2 separate regions of the Mus musculus genome follow, and region 2 is linked to region 1. Evidence: chromatin contacts called from public HiChIP or PLAC-seq data. All regions are on one chromosome and are shown on one strand. The core of a region is the stretch at or near the end of the contact, and the rest is flanking DNA. Distances in the headings are between cores, read along the strand shown.

Region 1 (3,845 bases), core at 766-3,265:
CAGGGGAATCCATTCCATAATCAGCCACCAAACGCAGATACTATTGCATATGCCAGCAAGATTTTGATGAAAGGACCCTGATATAGCTGTCTCTGGTGACTATACCAGTGCCTAGCAAATACAGAAGTGGATGCTCATAGTCATCTATTGGATGGAACACAGGGGCCCCAATGCAGGAGCTAGAGAAAGTACCCAAGGAGCTGAAGGGGTCTGCAACCCTATAGGTGGAACAACAATATGAACTAACCAGTACCCCCAGAGCTTGTGTCTCTAGCTGCATCTTCTTCTAGTAGCAGAAGATGGCCTAGGAAGGCCCCTTGGTCTTGCAAACTTTATATGCCCCAGTACAGGGGGATGGCAGGGCCAAAAAGTGGGAGTGGGTGGGTAGGGGAGCAGGGTGGGGGGAGGGTATAAGGGACTTTCGGGATAGCATTTGAAATATAAATGAAGAAAATATCTAATAAAAAAATTGAAAAGAATTGTCACAGTCTCAGTCTTGCTGTGGTCTCTCCAGTTGGACTGATTTTCATTACTCAAGGCCACATCTGGTGACCTTGGCCCAGTAAATAAGCCTGGCTGCTTACACATCAGAATCTAACTTAGCCCAAAACTCTAGTCTAAGGCTCTTTCTGACCACCTCATAATCGCTTCTAAAAAAAAAAATCATTTCTAAACAACCAGGTAGTATTTTGCTGACATGTGTAAGATGTTTCCATTATCTGTCTTAGAACTTATCTGTGACTTTTTACTTGTGGTCTTTCCTGGCCCAACAACTGTGAAAAGTTCTTCTCCTTCAAGGCCCAACATTAAAAGGTCATTTCTTGTCAAAAACATGATGGGAATTTTTAAGGCAGAATGTGTATCAAGACAGCAATGCAAGGTTTGGTAACTTGTACTGCTAGTTTCTAGTTTAATTATCATTTGCCTCGCTCAAGTACATCATTACATACTCAGCAATATGAGTGGAGCACTGTTGAGTTAACTGAACTGGGGAGAGGGACCATTATCCTTTGCCTTCTGAGTCTCAAGCTGAAAATAAAACTGAACTAAATAAATTTTCAGGAGAAAAGGACACACATTTTATTTTTTTTAAAACAATCATGTGATTAGCGTCTTCGTGGGAAACCTGAAAGCCTGTGTGGCTGTATCTACATACCAGGGGCAACCAAGAAAAGTAGCTAAGATGTGGATTTAATTCTAAAAGGTCTGTTGCAGACCTCTCAGTTTCATCTTCTCTACCTCATAAGTTTTTGTTTTTGTTTATTTTTTTTAAGTGCTCGAAACTCAAAGAACAGCCAAGGCAGCAGGCTGTAGGCTCCCACCTAGCATGGTACACACAACAGGCACCAAGAGAGTATTCTCCATTCACATACAGTCCGCGAGTAATAAATACTCTTTGCAAAGTAAAGTGTACTCTGTTACCTGCTTATATCTTTCTTTCCCTTCCTAGCTTATAAATTTCATAAAGGCTTCTTTTTTTTTTCTTGGGAGGCAATTCTTGGAGGTGTAAGTGTCTGGGACTTAAGATGAGAGTTAAGTCAATCCCAGCAGAAAAGAAGATGGCTTAAGAGTCTCCATTCTCATTGCCAAAAGCTTTACCGTGTTTCCTATCCTCAATACGGATCCACTCAGAAGGACTAATTTACCATCCAATCCTGGATAAGGGAAAATGACAGATAAGGGGAAATGAAAGGTGGAGTTGTTCATCTGCTAAGATATTGCATTGTTGAGTTAAATGAACTTGGAAGACAACGCTGCGCTCTAAAGGCAACCTACAGCATCTCCCAGCGAGTCGAATGGTGACTATAGAGAGATCTCAAAAACTGAAAAACTGGCGAGCCCTGCGGACCGGAACCCTACAGCGAGTGCGCACCGGCTGGTGGGGGGAAAAGGAGCCCGGAGGAACACCACGAACCCGGCACGGCTCCGCCCCCTCTCCAAGGCAGTGGGAGTCACGGAGTGGCTCCGCCCCTTCCACAGTCGCTAAGCAACCAACCCCGGAAGTCGCGGTCCGGGGCAGGCGCCGCAAGCGGGTGAAAGATGGCGGAGGGTGGCCGTGCGGAGCCGGAGGAGCAGGAGCGTGGGTCCTCCAGGCCACGGCCCCCAAGTGCGCGGGACTTACAGGTGCGCAGGCATGGAGCGCGGCGGCGGCGGGCGAGAGGGCGTGGGCATGGCGGGCGCGGGCCAGAGCCACTTTGTACCTCACCTGAGCCTGTCTCCGGAGAACTGGAGGGTCTCTCCTGGAGGCGCATTGCGGAGGGGTGCGTGTGGAATCCTGTGCCCTAGCCTCAGGCGGCGGTACAGGGGTTCCCTTCACGCTGGATGCACAAAGCAAATGTCATTTTGCCGAGCCATCTGGGTGCCTCCCAGCTGATGCTGCCTGCATTTGGGGAGTTGCTGTGGCCAGTGATAAATCAGCCATCACTAAAAAAGTAACTTTAAAAATGACGCGTGCTGGTTTGTTCTCCTGGATGCTTTTTCACGTTTGATGATTTATACATTAAAAGCACTTTCTTCTCCAAAAGCCTGCGGTTTTGCAGGGGAGAGCTTAAAACAGTTCAGGCTTTGGTCACAGCTCGCTTGAAAGAGTTCACAAAACAGCTTAACAGAAATAAAACTCAGCAATGTTAGGATGCTGGCATTAGCTAAACACTTGTCCGATGCTAATACTGCTTGTCCATTTTAGCCTTTTTTTTCTATCTCCTCATGAAATCATTGATAAAACTCAAACGATTAAACATATATTAGGGGTTATAGTTCAGAATAAATGAGCCTGGATTCGCAAACCTTGACAGAGCATTTTTATAGCAGGTCTTCATTCTGTAACCAGACGTACTGACCGTTTGCCATTCTAACTTTGTGCTGAAGCTCTGGGAAATGTGGATACAAATAGGACATCAAATCCAGAAGTAGTAGTGGATACTGTTGTGTGCTATCAAATTTTGTGAAAGGTCTCAGATTTGAAACAGGCTTGTAAAGCAGCTTTACAGACCAAGCCAATGCAGAATTCTAATGGTATTAATTGAGCACTGGTTGGTTCCGGTGACCCCGGAGCCAGTTAGCTCGTTATCTTAGAGTAATTGTCACTGTGATGAAACACCATGACCAAAGCAGCTTGGGGAGGAAAGACTCATGCTTCCACTCACAGTTCCTTATCAGACAGGACGTCAGAGCAGGAACATGGAGGCAGGAGCCGATGCAGAGGCTATGAAGGGTGCTACGTACTGGTTTGCTCCCCAAGGTTTCTTCAGCCTGCTTTCTTATAGGACCCTGGGCTCACAGCCCCGGTTTGGCACCACCCATAGTGTGTGTGGCCCTCCACCATCCATCACTAATTAAGAAAATGCTCCAAAGACTTGCCTACAGCCTTATGAAGGCATTTTTTTTTCATCGAGCCCCCCTTTCCCTGATATCTCTGGCTTTGTCAAGTTGACATAAAACTAAACAGCACACTAGTGAGGCAGTGTATTTTCTGTGTCTGGCTTGCTAGTTTTCATAAAGTCACATCTTATTGTCACTTGGAGTTTTCCCAACATGCTCTGGGTCTAGAAGCTGCCTCATTCAGGAATTCTATTTTGTTTTATGAATAATCTAGGTTTAATTGTCCTGAACAGTCTCTATTTTAACCACATATAACCTTTTGGACACCTTCATAACTGTTTGGAGAACTAAGCATAGTTTGAAGCATCACTGAATGCCAAAAAAAAAACAAAAAACAAAAAACAAAAAAACAAAATAAAACAAAGCAAAAAACAAAACAAAACAAAACAAAACAAAACAAAGGCAGTTCAGAAGATGAACTTGGAGAATGCAGAGATCAGCATCAGGTAGGAGATAAAAACCAG
Region 2 (4,014 bases), core at 942-3,441, 240 kb after region 1:
AAAAAACCTATGAGCAGAATGTGTTCTCAGCACTCAGGAGGCTGATGCAGGAGAACATGAGTTCTGGGCCATCTGGTCAGTACAGTAAGGCCAAGTCTTGAGAGAAAAGAAAATGGTAAGCTTCCTGGACACCATGCTGGCAAAGTAAGATGGGAAAGGCCAGCCAGGAGAGCCTGGATTCACGGCTGCTTTCTGTGTCTGTGCAGCAGCTGGGCCTCGGGCCGCGGGCCGGCAGCCAGGAAGCCGAACCAATAGGAATCTCGTTGCTCTGCTGGCATTGCTGGCCTATAGCAAGAGCACAGGTTTCTAGTCAGATCTGTTTTCCTTGGTTTTCTCCCAACATTACAAATGGACAGAAAATAGGTAGCAAAGTGCTTGAATTTTACAACCTAAAAATACAAAACCAAACTACTTATAGTCAGCAAGAGAAAATGAATTTATATTGACGTCAGTCCAAAACACCGTGGCCTCATCTCCTGAGTGGTGATTCATTTCTAAGATGCCTATGAGAGACCAAGGTAAGTGTGCTCTGTGCACGGTGAGGGACGTGGTGGGAAGAGGCAGCCCAATGCCTTAATGGTTGTCTTCCCTATTTCTCTTTCATTGAGCTCAAAGGCTACATTAAACGCTGTGGCTGGTTGCCTGTTCGCTCTCCCTGTACTAAAGGACTTTGAGGGTCCTCCCAGTCTCACTCTGAGACCCACCTGCAGTGGGTACAAGGTGGAGGCACACTGGACTGCTCTGCAAACACTGGTCTAGCCTCAGGCCAGAAGCTCTGAAAACTCACGAGCAAGAAGCTGGAGAACTCTCCAGCGTTTTGCTCTTTGAACAAAAAAATATTTTCTGCAATAGAACCTCTTATTTCCAGAAATGTAATTCCTGTATCAATTTCTAGCTTCCACATGCTCACAGACTGCACATGTGTGCTTCCAGGCCTGTGCAGGGGCCTACAAGTCATTCAGCCGCTACACTGCAGACTTGACTCCCCCACAGGCAACCGAACTCACCAAAGGCATGAGGCCGTGCCTCCTTTTGTAAATGCGCCGGACATCCTGCAGTGTTATCTGGACCACAGGTTTCTTTAAAAAGCACAGAGACAGTGTCAAGTGTCACAACTGTAGCTCAGTTAGAAACTGTTTGGTTGTATCTTACAGTAGGGAGGAAGAGAAGCCCATCCTTGCCTTCCCACTGCGCTGCAGGTGAACACCTAGGTGAGATCTTGGACAAATCATACCTGGTTTCACATTTAGCTTGGACACGTTTCTAACCCTTGTCAGTAATCTCAGATGAAAATGGTACCTTCATCTTTCAGGTATCACAAGGGTTAGTGTATAGTGTGGAACATTCAGGAATGAGCATAAATAGCTATTCAAAAAGTCTGTTCTTTTAGAAAATTATTTGTCTGTCTGTCTGATTGTCGATGTACCTTAGAGTGTCTGCAGGCACCTAAGTATGTAGGGCTACATGCATCTTCACTCATATGTGAAGGCCAGGAGGATTCATCAGGTGCCCCTTGCTCTCTCTCTCTCTCTCTCTCTCTCTCTCTCTCTCTCTCTCTCGCTCTTGCTCTCTCTCCACCTATCTGTTGGGGCAGGGTCTCTCCCTGAACCTGTCTCCACCCAGCTCTGCGCTGAGGTTTCTGGGATGCATGGGATGCCATGTGCTGTGGGTGCCAGGGTTCTAGCTCTGGTCCTCATGGCTGGCAGCACATGCTCTTAACTACTGAACCATTGCTCCAGCCCTGAGTTTCTCTAGGGCTTGCTTTTCCCTATCATCTTTTTTATTTTAAAGAATTATGTTTTTCATCTCCTTAATATTACAGAGTATTAAAGCTCATAAATTAAAACATAATTAAAGCTGTTACTTTTTTAAAGGAAAAAAAATTGATTCTCTGGAACTTGAAATAATAATAATAAACAGTAATAAGAGAGAGTCAAAATTAGAAAATATTGTATGCTTAGGTAAAGGGCAGAGCTCCAACATTCCTGCTCCCAGGTGACAGGAAAGCCAGGCTATGCATCAGTGAGGAAGCCTGGCCAGGAGTTGGGAATAAACACATGTGCACTGTGTCCCCTGAGGCTGTGGTGCCATACATTTTCTGCAAGTTTCTGACCAAAAATAGTAACAGTAGCAGCCAGTATCAGAGAACACCAAGCCAGCCAGCCATGTGCCATGTCATTGGAAGCTTTGCCCAGTATGTGCCGCCATCTAGTGAACAAAAGTGTTATGACACCATGTCTGAGTGAGGTGTTTAGAGCCAATGAAGCCTAGACAATTTCCAGAGCATTCTCTTCTTCCACAGAAAATGCCCGCCCCCTGTGGTTAAGGTTCCCTGCAAACGGCACAGCTGTGTGGCCAGAGAGACGGGACTTGTCCTGCTAGCATGGCCCACACAGAAAAGGCCCATCTCTGGAAAAGCAAGCAGTGAGTCTCTACTAGTGTTAGTGTGGTGTAGAGATCTGAGTTTGTGTTCACTTCCTGGCATAGTTTTAGGTCTAGTGTTCTCAAAGAGAAGATGATTTCCTAGATGGTGGGAGGGGACGGTCCTACAGCTGCTGACTGTGGCATCATACATGATGCCACACTAGCTGTGAGAACCTTACACCAGCACTCACGGAAGCCAGAGACCCACTGTCTGCAGTGAAGGAGAAGCAAGCAGTCCCCCTCTCACCATCAGCTTCTCATTCACCACAGCCTTTTCTGGGTGTCTTACCCCGAGCTTCCCAGCAGGAGGAGAAGTCTCATCCATAGTCAGGAGGGGCGGACTTTCTTTACGCACTACTGGGTACAAGGTCCTTCAGAATGGCTGAAATACGGGGGAGTGTGCATCTACTCCAACTACACAGGGCACTAGGAAGCCACACTGCTACACAGGGTTGTCAAACGACTTTGACCTTCCCCAAGATGTGAGGGCATAGTAACTATAACATCAGGTTCCTGGAAAATTTAGCTGAAAGACAGAAGCAAGCACTGAACATGGCCCCGAGATCTACGTACCGGGTACCCATTGAGAGGCTGGAAATACAGGCTGGTGTCTGTAATGCACACATGCCCAGGGTTCGTCACTAGAGGTGTTACCATCTCTGCTTTGCACTCCATGTGCAGCTTTTCAGAAACACTTTGGAACCTGCAAAGATGTTTCCAGCAAAAGTAAGAAAAGTTAGGAACCAATCCACTGCCTCGGCTTAACCTCAGTGTGAGTGAGCTTGCTTACCTGCCGAAACACTACAGTCATCAAGTGGCTGCTTAAATAAGGTTGACATGCTTTCAAATGGCACAATGGAGGCCTGGCTTGTTTATTAATTGAAGAGCTTACATATCACAGAAACAAATGTCTCCTAACTGATCAGTCCTGAAGCTCTTTCTCCATCATGTGACTTCCTACTTTTATATTGTTAAGACCGACTTTTAGAGCCTACATAAAGAGCAGCGGTGCTACGTTTTATGCCAGCACTAGGAGGAAGCTGAGACAGGAGCTTGGGCCACAGAGAAAGACCCTACCCTTAGCACACTTCCTTTATCAGGGTTAGAACACATAATTACAATTGCTTTTAGGTCAGTTTCATTTCTCCATATAAAACCACTCAAAGATGCCTTTTCTACTCCTAAAATGCTTAACTAAAAAATAACTCCATTTCTGATTTGTGAATTTAAAAAGTAGTGTGGAAACAACTAAATTATCAATATTCTTGGATGATTACTTTGTTAAATAACTGGATTAACAGTAAATCTCAGGGTCTAGAAGTGCAGCTCGGTGCTAGAGCAGCGCTGATCATGCTGGAGCCTGGCTCAGTCCTGGCACCGAGATAACTAAGGAAAGAATCTTGTTTCCAGGGCGTGACACTGGCACAAACTTTCCTCTGAGTATGTGAAAACGCGAAGGGACCCCTGAAGTTCTTGCCCAATGATAGAAATCAACTGGCAAGTGGATCATCCTCATGAGTCCTTAGAACCAATCAGAAACCCAAGAATGCAAACTTATTTAAATGACCTTGACTGCAAGAGGGAAGAAAC

Evidence for each region. HiChIP or PLAC-seq counts read pairs in DNA pulled down with a chosen protein or histone mark.
Region 2: a contact with region 1 is called in an H3K4me3 HiChIP or PLAC-seq map of bone marrow-derived macrophages, with 3 times the contacts expected there. The contact joins the enhancer-like site here to the promoter of Ubxn2b in region 1. A contact is called at or near these places in 15 of 39 promoter capture datasets (the 3T3-L1 cell line, 3T3-L1-derived adipocytes, the HPC-7 cell line and 10 more), 2 of 115 datasets of contacts at active chromatin or transcription factors (bone marrow-derived macrophages and fetal liver) and 3 of 9 other capture datasets (adipose tissue, liver and pancreatic islet).

Annotation. Positions count from the first base shown.
Region 1 is chr4:6,189,090-6,192,934 of GRCm38.p6, forward strand. It overlaps Ubxn2b (UBX domain protein 2B), which reads left to right and starts at 2,016. Exons shown (of 8, transcript NM_026534.2): 1 at 2,016-2,124. The coding sequence starts at 2,041.
Region 2 is chr4:6,425,395-6,429,408 of GRCm38.p6, forward strand. Nsmaf (neutral sphingomyelinase (N-SMase) activation associated factor) reads right to left here. Exons shown (of 31, transcript NM_010945.2): 10 at 2,998-3,127; 11 at 1,008-1,079. Among named protein-coding and RNA genes, the nearest start is that of Nsmaf, 27 kb to the right of the region's middle. Within about 2 kb of position 2,192, at least 51 of the 459 cell types and tissues checked have an H3K27ac peak or open chromatin away from gene starts, as enhancers often do. A contact at or near this core is called in bone marrow-derived macrophages and trophoblast stem cells, where this site is marked.